Regions from separate parts of the Rattus norvegicus genome. Here region 1 is linked to region 2. A link is a contact called in public Hi-C data. All regions are on one chromosome and are shown on one strand. The core of a region is the stretch at or near the end of the contact, and the rest is flanking DNA. Distances in the headings are between cores, read along the strand shown. Region 1 holds the start of Map9 (microtubule-associated protein 9). Region 2 holds the start of Ctso (cathepsin O).

What was found. A called contact is a pair of places that touch in the nucleus more often than the background predicts.
Region 1: a Hi-C map of kidney shows a contact between it and region 2, with 4 times the contacts expected there. The contact joins the promoter of Map9 here to the promoter of Ctso in region 2. A contact is called at or near these places in 3 of 12 Hi-C or Micro-C datasets (frontal cortex, kidney and liver).

The regions. Positions count from the first base shown.
Region 1 is chr2:170,004,812-170,011,222 of GRCr8, reverse strand. It overlaps Map9 (microtubule-associated protein 9), which reads right to left and starts at 4,476. Exons shown (of 14, transcript NM_001135716.1): 1 at 4,290-4,476; 2 at 3,390-3,480; 3 at 2,584-2,668. The coding sequence starts at 3,464.
Region 2 is chr2:169,525,893-169,532,565 of GRCr8, reverse strand. It overlaps Ctso (cathepsin O), which reads right to left and starts at 4,098. Exons shown (of 8, transcript NM_001427175.1): 1 at 3,927-4,098. The coding sequence starts at 4,034.

The DNA.
Region 1 (6,411 bases), core at 3,227-5,726, 480 kb before region 2:
TTTAATGGCTATTCCGAATGCTTTTACGGAGAACACTGACCCAGTGAATATTACAAAATAATACAATTTCAAGTTCAGAATTCTATATGATTATACCTGAACCCTAAAGTAAAATGTTTTGCTCACTTAAAAGAAACCAAGTTAAAGTATTGATGTGAAGGGTCTGTCTTTCAAAATGACCCACTTTGGTGGTCTGAGTGAAAATGGTCCCCAAAGGCTCAATTACTTTAACACTTGGTCCCCAGTTAGTGGAACTGTTTGGTGGGGAGATACTCCAGTGTCTTATGGAGGAAATGCATCAAAAAGGACAGGCTCTGGAAGTGTATAGCCTTGGCCCATTTCCAGTTTGTTCTCTGCTTCTTGTCTGCTGTTGATGCTACCTTTCAGCTTCCAGCTCCCGCCACCCATTCCTGCAAATTTCCTGTGTTGTCCCCACCATGCTGGACGGGCATCTCTCTCTAACCATAAGCTTAAATAAACTTTCTTCTTTAGGCCATTTTGGCCATGGTGTTTTATCACAGCAACAGAAAAGTAACTAATGCAGAAGTTGGTACCAGAGAGTGGGCTGTTGCTGTTGGAAACCTGATCACACTGTCCTTTGGAGGAATGTGGAATACCCTAGAACTCTGGATTAGAATAGAGTTAAACCCTGTGAGGAGACCTTTCCAAACACTGACAGAAGTTCTGAGGGTAATCAGAACTGTAGAGGTCCAGGTCAAGAAGTTTCCGGAGGAAGCAAGGACCTTAACAGCATCTGGGATAGAGGCCATTCCTATGATATCTTGGTGAAAAATCTGGCCCTTATCATACGTCCTTGCCTGAGGATTAATGTGCTGCTTTGTTTTCCTTAACTTGACAGAGACTAGAGTGTGTGTGAAGAGGAAAACACCCTGAAGGACTGCCTCCAACAGATAGTCCTGTGGGCAAATCTCTAAGGCCTTTTCTTGAGTAGTGACTGACGTGGGAGGGTCCAGCCCAATGGGAGTGGTATTATCCCTGGGCGGCAGTCCTGGCAGTACAAGAAAGCAAGATGAACAAACTAAAAAGGAGTAAGATACTTAGCAGTGTTCCTTCACGCTGTCTGCTTCAGTTCCTATCTCCAGGTTCCAAGCTGAGTTCCTGCCCTGACATACCTCAGTGATGGATTGTTATGGGAAAATGTAAGCCACATACACCCCACCTCCCCAAGCTAGTAGTAGTTAGTGTTTTCTCACAGCCATAGAAATCAAATAAGACACTAATTAAAAAGTAATGGATCATTTCATTGGTAGAGAAAACATGAAGACAGCATCCTATTGAATCTGTGGCATGGTTATTACTGGTTTTGCTTATGTAGGTTTACAAGAAAAATGGAGTGGGGCAAGTCAGGGCAAGGCAGCCTATGCATGTCAGCCCTGAGAGGGCAAAAGGCCTTTATGTGACACTCTGAAAGTGAAGTTTGGGTTATGGTAGGGACCTCAAGATGTTAGAGACGCAGAATCACAAGATCTCTGCCAAAGAGTGTTACACATGAGAGAAGAGCCAACCACAGTCCCAGACACTAGACATGGAGTCATTGGGACCTGAGTTTGCCCTGCTATGTTTCAGTCTTGCTTTGGTCCAGTATTTCCTTACTATGTCCCCATTCTTCCTTTTTGGAATGGTAAGGTATGTATGTATGCACGTATGTATGTATGTATGTATGTATGTATGTATGTATGTACATATATCCTATCCCATCATATGTTAGAAGTATGTACTTTGCATTTTGGTCTTTCAGGAGGTTATAATTAGTCCATTGTCCTGAGTCTCAGAAGAGACTTCAGAAGAATTTTAAACAGTGCAGAAAATGATAAAGACTACAGGGAATTTTAAAGTTGGACTAAATGCATTTTGCATTGGCCATGAGTCTATGGGTTACAGAAGGTAGAGAGAGTATGGTCATCTGGGTGACACTGTTTCCCATGGGCTCAGGAACTTGACTGCCTAGTCCCCAGTTGATGGCACTGTTTGGTGAGGAGGTACTGGCTTGTGAATGAAGTATGTCTCTGGTGGTGGGCTTTGAGTCTTCACAGCCTTGATTCAATTCCAGGTCTCTTTCTGCTGTGTGTGTTGCAGGAATCTTAGCTTCCTGCTCCTGCCACCAAGCCATCCAATTTCTGCCATGTCCACCTCTGTGGTGGACTCACATCACTTTGAACTGTCAACTGAAATGAACTCTTTATCTGTAAGTCACTTTTGCTCACGATGTTTTATACCAGCAGAGAAAATTAGTTACCATAGCCACTATCACTGCCCCTAATCTGGTCTGTATTACAAACGCAGTACATAAGCACCAATCCTGTGAACTCCAGGATTAGCTTAGTCCTAGAGTAGCATTTTACTGTAGACCTAGTCATACTTTTGAATTCACATTCATAAATAAGCAGAGGTAATTTGCGTCTTGAAAATTAAGAGTGGCATCCTTACTCATTGGACACATAGAATTCTGAAACTAGGGAATTCATAGGCAGTGATATATCAAGAGAGGCTAGGGGATAGGTGAAATGTGACTAAGGAAGCAAAACACAGGGAAATGGCTCATTTGTCTATCCTCTTACATACCAATCTCATCACTGTCGAAGTCATCCGAGTATTCGGAACTTCTCTGCCTGGCTGACCGGGCTGTAATTGCTCTGATCAGCTCATCCTGTAAATGAGATCAGTAATGTCAATTCCCGTTCAAGCAGAGTTTCACACTTAGAAGAGACCTTTAAACAAATATTACTCGATTATTCCGCATTCACACTTAAGTTTCAATCACCTAACTTTACTCTAAGCCTATGCGGTACAATATACCCATCAGACTTAGTGCAAAATTGAGCCATCTCCTCTGGGATTCCTAAACAGGAAGTGACTACTAGTATTAGATAAATTAACCGCAGGTTACAATCTGCGCTAAATGCTAATGAATGCTAGGGGCATCGATTGAGATTGGATTTATTAGAAACTGACATTGTTAGAGTGTACATTTTGAGGGAGGTAAGTGCTTGGGTTTGACAAGCACGTCAGGCACACAGCCTACCACTGGGTCTTTTACGTATATTGCAAAGATGGGCATAATCGATATGGCAAACACGAGCAAAAGCTGGGTGCAAGGTTGGCACAGTAAGTCCTTGTGATGCTTACGATAGAAAACCGAAATTTAGAGAGACAAGCTCTGAAGTCGCTCTGTGGCTTTCAACTTAAAAGCAAATATTGGAGACAGGGTCTCACAGAGGGGTGTTTTAATACTAGAGCCCAAAGTTGACAGATGACCTACAACACACTTAGAGAAACAAGAAGTCCTCCTGCTTCATGCCAGATCCTGTGAGAACCAGCAAGTGCTGAATAGAGGCATAGACAAAACCAAATGGTTTGCCATGTTTTACCTGAAAAGAAGTTCTCTTAGTAGCTTTTGGACTCTTGGTATATGCCAAAGTTGTGCTGAAGATTTCATCCGACATAGTGTATCCTTTTTCTCTTTTATACAACAGTTAATAAATAATTGAAACAATTCATTCAATCTAGGATGGTGGCTGAAATTTACACATAAATATTTAAAAGAATTAGACCTTTATGCATGACTGGGGTACTCTATTCCTGGCATTAGTGCTCCCCCAACCCCAGGCCAAATAAAGAGAAATCGCTTTAAACACTGCCCAATATGTTCACCTAAAAATGTAACAGTGGTTTTTGTTAAGGACATAAAATTCTCACACCAATCTGTTTTCACGAAAAGAAAACGCATAAGGAAGTTACTGTTCAACAACTATTTTAAGGATGAATGAAATACATAATCACCAAAACTTTGCCAAACGATTTCACCTTTCCATTATTAAAAACATATAGCATTGCGGATGCCACAATGACTTATTTCAAGATGCAACCAAGAGGAATGTCAAGGTTCCCAGCCCCGGAAACAGCTAGCATATAACAGTATTCAAAACAATGCTTAGCCACAGTCAGCAGCAGCGACATTTTCCCAAGCCATTTGTTGGCTCTTCCACACACAACAACAACATCTCCGCACTGAGTTGCATCACATCAGGCTGCATTAAAGTCTCTGTTTCTAGCGCGCGACGTCCGAGGCCCATTTGGATCTCCGGCCACCGCCCAGAGCGCCCCGGGCTGGCCAGGTGGCGTCCGCGTCCCCGGCCGGCTCCGCGCGGCTCCCGGCCCAGCACGCGCCAGGCCCGCGCACACCCAGCGCGGTCCCCGGACTCCTCCACGTACCACAGCTCGCGCCTCCTGCATCCACCCCGCTCCCCGTGCACCCCGGCCCCTGTGACCACCTGAGAATCCAGCGGCTATGGTCTAGCATAGGTGTCGCCCCCGGCCCGGGCCTCACGGTCTGGGAAACCAGGTATCGGAATAAGCTGGAGGCGGGGCAAAAGATGGAGGCGGAAGGCGGTTGCCAGGCAACAGCGTCCCCGGGAGGAAGTGACTTCCAACCGACTGGTCTCTTGGGTACCCAACACCGCCTTTCCGCCTGCGTCGCTGGGACAACCGCACAGACCAAGGAAGTGACATCACCGGTGTAGGTGTTGGGAGCGCAGTGCCCTATCAGCTTATTTGCAATGGCTGTTGCCTAGGAAACAGGACCGGCCCTCTGCCATCACGCCACAATGCTCCTGCATTGATTGCTCCTGCTCAGTTAAGATCCATCCATATAGGCAGGTATTGCGTGGCCACGATGCAAAATTTCCTTTTGTTAGTTAGGACGTGGAATCTGTGAGTCGGTGCAGTGTCAGCAGAGCCGACAGAATGACGTAGTACTGACGTTTGCAATCATCGGAGTCAAACTGCATGTTTGATTCTTGGCACATGCAAATTAAGGTCTCTATGCTTTGATAAGAAGCTAATAATTATAGGACTGCCTCCTTAAAGGATTGCGGTGGATAATGAATGTAATATGTAGCGAAATATTGGGAAATATTTAGAATTGCATTCAGTTAATATTACACATGAGCGTTTCTTGCAACTGATGCAGTTCCCCGGGGCGGGGCAGGTATGCTCTGGGGAGGGATTATATGTGCTAAAATATCCCATATGCACTCAGCCCAGAGCCTGTTTCGCATCTTTGATGGAAAGTTTCCCCTTTCTATATTTAGCTGATAAACGGGTTAAAAATCAGTCAGCAAAATAAAAAAAAAAAAACAGGCGAGAAGTACTGCTGAAAGAATCAATATCGTTGTCATTTAATTATCGTTAATATTAATTCACAAAACACTTAAACTTTTAAAGTTACACAGATTTTAACTATTTTAACTCGAAAAAAGTATGTCAAAATCAATTCATTCACTATAACTAAACCTGCTCGTTTCCATACCTCCGCAATATTTCTTTTTAAAAAAAATAACACTGACAACTTGATTTAATAAATAAGCACGTAGAAATTTTAAATACAGAAAAATAAATATGAAGTTTAGTGAGAAAATGGTTTCTAAGTAATATTTGCAGTAACTCCTTTTAAAAGCTCAGTTTACGCTTTTCAACTTGTTCGGTAAATTTGTTTTGCTTAACTAAATTGTTTTAACTATCTCTAAGTGAATATATGCATAAGGAAAAGACTCCCCATTTTTACCAGTTACTGTTAAATTTTCTGTCCTACATTTTATTAACATTCACAATTCTGTTAAAGCCCCTGTACCAACAGCAGGTACCCAAATGGGAAGAACCAATTTTGGATAATGTGTAAGGGCTGTATTCATTTGGTATCCACTTGACTGATATAAGTTGAATTTAGGCATGACTTATGGAAATAAACTTACAACAACATCAATGATAGAGAACACCGAGTTCCCAGCTACCGATAGGGCATAGTTGCACACCATGGGAATGACTTCGGATGATTATTCTCCACAAGCACAAACTGAGAGGCTCTAAAGAAAGTTCTTCCTGGCAGCATTTCAGTTGTTACAGATGCGTGTCTGAGTAAGGAGTATAGGAGAGAAGGGTGGACCCCTAGTCTAGTAGATGGACCCCTAACCATGGTTTTGAGTGGCTAAGCACAGTAGCTGCCTTTAGCTAGTGCTCAAGATAATCCACTGTGGGTGTTTGCTCAGCTTTTATTGCCTCTTTGGCGTGTGTGTGTGTGTGTGTGTGTGTGTGTGTGTGTGTGTGTACTTGCAAGCACACATGTGCATGCAGGCATGTGTTTGGGCAGGATATAGGGTAAAAGAAGACCCATTTGCATTTGACAAACTGAGATGTGACCTTTTTTATCCTCACATAGCAGGAAGCTATTTGTAGTTCTGTTGCTTATGGTACAGGTTAGAGATCAGATACAAATTTAAAAGGAACAAAGGGTCTGTGCTCACAATTATCATCAGATGAAAACTAAAAAGCTCTCTATGGGCACTGGATGGTGTGCTGTAACATGAGTCCCATAGCTCTTGAGGGATGAAGGCT
Region 2 (6,673 bases), core at 2,849-5,348:
AAGATTAGCTAAACCCAAGTGCTGTTCTAAGCAAGTTCTTCGAGCTACTACCTCTGCAGGAAGTTCTTGCTCACTTCGTCTTCTCGTCTCAGATTAATGAACGGAGGCATAGACGGGTATCTGCTTTTCCTAAAGTCATGGAACCAGCACCCGATATGTGGGTATAGCCATTCAACATGTAAGGCACAGGCTGGAGGGACAGCCACATTGTGGGGCTTTGTGTTGATTCTATTAGAGGAGAAGGCCATGGACATTTGATGTCTTTTCCCCAGGGCTATCTAGGCGTTCTTGTAGGCACTCTCGTTTACTGTTTTCTACCAATATAAGCGAAGATATTCCTTTCCGATGATGATTCCATTCGTACCACATGCCTTTCATCTATTCATGCTTCAAAATCAGAGATAAATTTTTCACTATGTACCAAGGCTAGTCTTGAACGCCATGTCTCCAGTGATTCTCCTCGCTTAGTTTGTCAAGAAGCTAGGGGTGCATGAAGTCACCATTGCCCATCTTGTAAGGTCATTTTCTTTTACCATTCTGAGCTCATTCTTTGTTAAGCTTTGATCTTATCAGCCCTCACTGGCAAGCCTTAAAGTGCAGTGGGTGAGAAATCAGTTCCACGTATGCATGGAAAATGTTCTCTCTGGAAGGTCGGGTAAATCTAAGCAAGAACAAATGTACACAGACTGCACTCAACATGGAATCATCGCTGGGAATTTCTCTCAAGACATGGGAATGGTAAACCTCAGATCCGGAATTCCCAGGGGATTAATATGTTATCCCTTATTAAAGAGGGACTTTCTACTTGTCCTTTAATAATTGAGAGAATCTATTTTCTAATGCACAGGACTTCCTACTGCTTCTTAGAGATGAATTCTAGTATTCTACATATATAACATGTTGTTTATTTTCAGACAGAGTACATTAGATAAAGTTGTTTCCAGCTTCCCCAGTACTATATCTACCGGGGTGACATGTGTCAGTGAGCTATAACTACCTGGAAGCCTCCACACACATTATTCTTCATTGTGTCATGAAGTCTACATCAGTTCCTAACACAGGTTAATTGATAAATTAGGACAAGGAGATGGTCAGAAGGATAAATGAACAAACACGATCTCATCTAAGATTTTTTTTTATAGTTTTTAGTATATTTCCACTTAGACAATGTGTGCTTTAAGCTAAAAACATCACCGGAAAGATGTCTGTGGAACGGTATTGTCTACTCTCGAAGTCACCTCTTCCTGGCAGTTCTCAAACAGCCACGCATGAGGGGTACTTGGAAGAGGTAATGCAGATATCTGGGGCTCATCATAAGCGCTCATTTTAACATGTTATAATAATCTACTTGCTTAATGAAGACGTAGCACGAGCCATCACAGTGTTGAAGGAAAGCTCCTCACTGTGCCTGTGAAGCCGCATACTCATTGGCATATCAAGATTATTCAGAATGAAGTAGGAAGAGAACTCTTACTGAATCCATTGATCTCTCTATAGCCTCTCATGTCCCCCTAGGCTAAGAATGCAGACTGGTTTTGGTGACTGGTGGAGGGCAATTCGGGCCCTGGCATTTCCCTCTTGTTTCCCTGCTGCAGAGACACAAATAGGTATCCTCTACGGCAGGCTCCATAGGGCACCTTGCCTCCAAAGGTTCAAAGTCACAGCTAAGCATGGACAGAAACAGTAAGGAAACACAAAGCTCTCCTCCACTAAGGTAGGCCACCTGAGGTTTTATTTGTGACAGTATCACAAAGCTGAGTCTCTCATCTGCTTTCCACAAGAAAAGTTAAGGTAAAGAAAAGAGAATCAGCCAATACTCACAGGAGACCAAGAGCAGAAAGCAAAGTCTACCTCGTGGGAGTGCGAGTGCCCTTCCTTTCCTTTTCCTTCAGGTAGCATGTAAGGCATCCCATAATAAGCTATGGAGGAGCGTTGACTCATTGAGTAATAATGAAATGGTAGCTGTTAGGGCTGCTGTTTGTTTTCATTTAAGGAATATTCGGTGGAATTTAGAGTACTTCCTTACTCAATTTTACTTTATAGCATAATTTAAAATGTTTCGCTTCATTGTGAAACAAAATAACTTTGTAGATTCTGTACACAATGTGCCTTGTAAGAAAACAGAATCTCCAATCAAGGGATTCAACAGTGGAAACAATTTTGTTAAAATGAAGCTTTTCAGACTTACAAGCCAGTTTCCCTTATCATATATTTTAATTCATACAGGGGGACTCACAATTTGTAGCTATTGTTTAAGGACTAAATTCTCAGAAAACTGGTCATCTAACTTAGCAGGCAAATTCCTGCTACCAGGAACTGCTTGGAACACGGTTTTGGTGTTTTTAACCTGAAGTTTTAAAAATGTAGTAAGATTTTTTTATGTGTTTTCTTCAACTTCCAACCTTTAACTTCCTAGATGGATCCTTGGTTGCATTTCTCTTCAAAAGAGTGGCATTTTCTAGACATTTGTCTGGGGGCTTCAATTTCCTCATGAGTAAAATATGAGTAGGCATGTAAATTACAATTCACACACATTCTATTTTGTAATTTATCAGTGACTGTGACTGTAATCTTGACTGTACATTTACTGGGTTTGGGAATATCCATGGAAATAAACCTTTGAGCCGAGTCTGAGGATGCTTCTAGATGAGTGTAACTAGGGTAGGAAGCCCATCGTAAACTAAAAAGGCACTGTGTCAGGTGATAGGGTTCTGGACTGAATAAAGATAGGAAAATGAGCTGGGAAGACAGTATCCGTGTCTTTCCCTTCCTGGATGTTGATTTAGTGTGGACAGGTGCTCCACACACATGCTACCATGACACCCCCATCATGATAGACTCTCCCCTGAAGTGTGAGCCAAGGCAGACCCTTCTTTAAGTTGCTTTTGTTGGCAACCTCGCTTTATTTCAGCCAGGAGGAAAGAAATTATACACTTACATCGTTGACCTTCAACATTCAAGATTTAAAAAAAACTATTTAGCCAATAAACACATTGTCAACACCCATGATACTGACTACTTCACCCCAGTGGGTCTAGTCCATCAGGAGATGAAGTCAAGAACAGGTCTCGGTAACACATAGGTCAAGGACTCTGGCGAGAAATAGTGCTTCTGATAACAAGAAATGAGCTTAAAAGTAACAAAGGGAGCAAAAAGGGCACACATTTTGATCTGAGTACAACACAAGGGTAGCTGAAACCAACTTAGGCCAAAGAGGACAGCGGAAGGAAGCTGAGCTATGAAGCCCCATAGAAATCTCAGAAAACAACAGGAGACCCTAATTAAATGGCCCATGAGCAGCATCCTTGAATTCAGACTCTGAGTCAGAGCAGATGAGTTTCCTTCTCTAATAAAATGGTGATGGCATCTTTTCAGATTTAAAAACCTGTCAGATAGCATCACCTATAGCAACTGAGGCCAAGTGTGAATCCGCATTCCGGCCAGTTTCCCTGGTTACTGGGGAAAATGTATCCGCGGTTAGCCACTCGGTCCATTTCAGAAAGAAATTGGATTACTATGAAAAATTTTTAAAAGCAATAAAGCCAGAGAGAACTTCATAGTAAAGTGGTAGACAGTGGATGGATAAAGGACAGAGAATCATTTATCCATCTTCGAAGTCTCTCAGAATTAAGAAGCTGCTCCTGGCATTTGAACTTCCAGTCACAGGAGGGAGCTAGTGCCCTCTGCCGGCGGCTTTCTATGAGACAGGTTTGGTGTGGGGAAAGCTTTGGAGTTGAGAGGGCACTTGTTCCCCTTAGCTTTGCCCTGGACATCTTTTAGTGTTTTGGGGCACAGCATACTAATCCTTGCCTTGAGAAATCAAGGCTTTTAGGGAGCTGCTCTACTGGGGAAATGCGCGCTTGGAGTTTGGGTCCCTCCCTAGGAGCCCCGGGGCAGTGGACAAGTAAAGGGAGCGAACTTGGTACCCGCAAGGCAGCCGCCTCCCGCTGGGGGCTCCAAGGCCAGGTCCGGGCGACCCCGCGGCCGAGACAGCAGCAACACAGCAGCAAAAGGCTGGCCGCGTGAGGCTTCATCCCGGCGCCCGAGGTCCTCTGCGCCCAGCCCGCTTTCTCTTTCGGTTTCTCGGCTCCGCCCACTGCCTGAGTCGGGCGCACGCCCTGAAGTAGAAAGCTGCCGGGGTCCCTGCTGTTTTGTTTGTTTGGTGCTTCTTGGGCTCATCACTGACCTTTAGTGCTGTTATTAAGCATTAAGGGTTTCCCTTTTATCTAATAAGAAAGTGAGCAAGGCGTGATTTATACAGCAGCCCGAAGAGACTAAACTTGTGTTTCCTGCCATCTGAGATTAAGCACATTATTTTTCTTCCTGTCGTTTCAAATTGAATATGTGTTCGTTGAATGTGTATACATTGAATTCAGCAGGTTGTATGTGGACGTATAATGTGTCTGAATTTACACGCGTCCTTCTATGGGTCTTTAGAAATAAGTGACAAAACTGTTACTGCACAAAACCACACAATTTCTTGTGGCCATTTCTCCACTTGTAGACAGCTGCACCCGCTTCCAAAGTTTGTGATGAAATTTGGCTAATAAATTCTAAACACTTCATTATATGCTGAACACGTTTTGTGTATTTCTTTGTTTAATTGTTAAGGTTGCTTTAATTTTTCTTACTGTTTTATTATGTTGTTTTCTTCTTGCTTAGTATATTTCATAATTTTTCTTCTTGCTTAGTTTATTTCATAATCCATCCTGTTCACTTCCTACCCCCTGCTTTAATTCTCTGATGTCAGTTTTAAAAATCTTGCTTCCAGAGTGCAAAAGGAACAAGAGGAACGGAACATGTTCAAACCAGTCAACATGTCTGCACACACACATCTCAGCCTAAGAGGTTTCCGGTACAGTGTTGGAGAGCTTTCCTTTAAGGAATCTGGGTGACTGAAGATCTGTGATCAAATATCACAAGTCGCTGGTGACCCTTGGGAGAAGACAGCTAGCCACTTCTCAGAAGGTTTATGCACACGAAATGCAAATTATTGTTTTGGAGTGAGTCTTTTCACTGTGTTTTTCTTTTATCCCTTCTCTGTTTTCCAAAAGCAGAGCCTATGTAGACAAATTGTAATCAGGTTCCCAGAAATGGGGTGTTCTGTATCGTGTCTGTCTTAGCTTCTGTCCTGGCATGTATCTGAATAATCCTAGTGTCCATTTTCTCATTCCCTCATCCCCAGGCTACCCCAACTGCCCTACTTAAAACCCAAACCCCTCCCCCTCTCCACCTTACTCTTCAGGTACTGCCCCATTGTCTCTAACATATGTAGCCATTTGATCTACAGCACTTTTCTGTAATGCCAGCTTCATGAGGGCGACAATTTCATTTCTTTAGTCTCTGATGCACCAACAACATATAGTGGGTATTCAATCAGTAGAGGTTTGTTGATATTAACTTATTAAATTTAGTCCAAATAAACTTTCTTTCGATCACAGCAATTATTCTGAGTTTGGTCCTTTAAGTATAAATGTTTCTCACTCAAAGGATTGTCAAAAGAAGAAAATTATCATCAGAAAATAACTTCAGTTTAATGACAGCAGGAGAGAATGCATAGAGATGGGCAAGCTACAAAGGAGGGTCCCTTGCACAAGAATTGCTGAGATTAGCATACGCAGGAGTCTGTGGACTCCTTTCTATCTCAGTTGCATCTGCATCACTAAACTTTCCAAGAGAAACATCTTATCACAGAGGGTCTAAAGGACCTCCCTGGAGCTTCTCTTCATGCCCAGGTCAGACTTTTTATCACCAGGTCTGCACCAGAGAACAGTTACTCCCTGTACCTAAAAAGCTATAAATCAGATGTTGGTTCTGCAGATGTAGAGGGCTATGACATGCCCAGTGAAGGCATCTGGAAACCTTATTTAGAGTAGATTATAATGGGTCCTGGAGAACGAGTTTCCTGCAGCCTGACAGTGATAAAGTGGGTGATAGAAGCCACTATCACTTGAGGTAAAATTCATAATACTTCATGAGCAAAGAGGCCTCTATTTTCACTTTACAGTGATGACTTCTGTAACCATGTCTGTGGCTCTGAGAAGACAGCATTCTTCTTAGGCAACTGCTCATCCAACAGAGATAAACAGAGATGAAATGTGCAGAAACGCAGACGGAATTTTCTCTGAGATTTATAACCCAGCCATATCCACCAGCTTCCCATTACTATAACAAAATGGCTGACACCACCAATAGATAAAGAAAAATGACTTAATATAGGCTTTTGCTTCTTAAGGTTTCAGTCTAAGATCGGGCAGACGGTTTCATTCTTTTGGCTATTTGTCACAGATGAAAGATGGGACAGATGTGGCAATGACCGAATGCATGAGCATGAGGGTAGAGAGCCACTTCAAGGGCATGAGCTAAAGAACTTCCACAGGGGCGTTCATTGTTATCCAGTAGCAATGCCCAGTGACCAAGCATTTAACAAGGGGGCCCTCAAGGCAACTCTGCATCCAGATGACGGGATTAACTCTGGGTTCCCCTTGTATAGAGGGGTCAGAAAAGAGACATCGAAGACCACTTCTTGCAACTCCCAGCTTGGTGTGTGTGACCATTAGTGCAGCATCACATTCAAAAGCCTGAGGGGAGAAATGCATCCAGTGTGTTCCACAGACCCAAGGGAAGTAAATGCAGACATGTGGAGTTTAAAAATAATAAGGATGGGTGACTG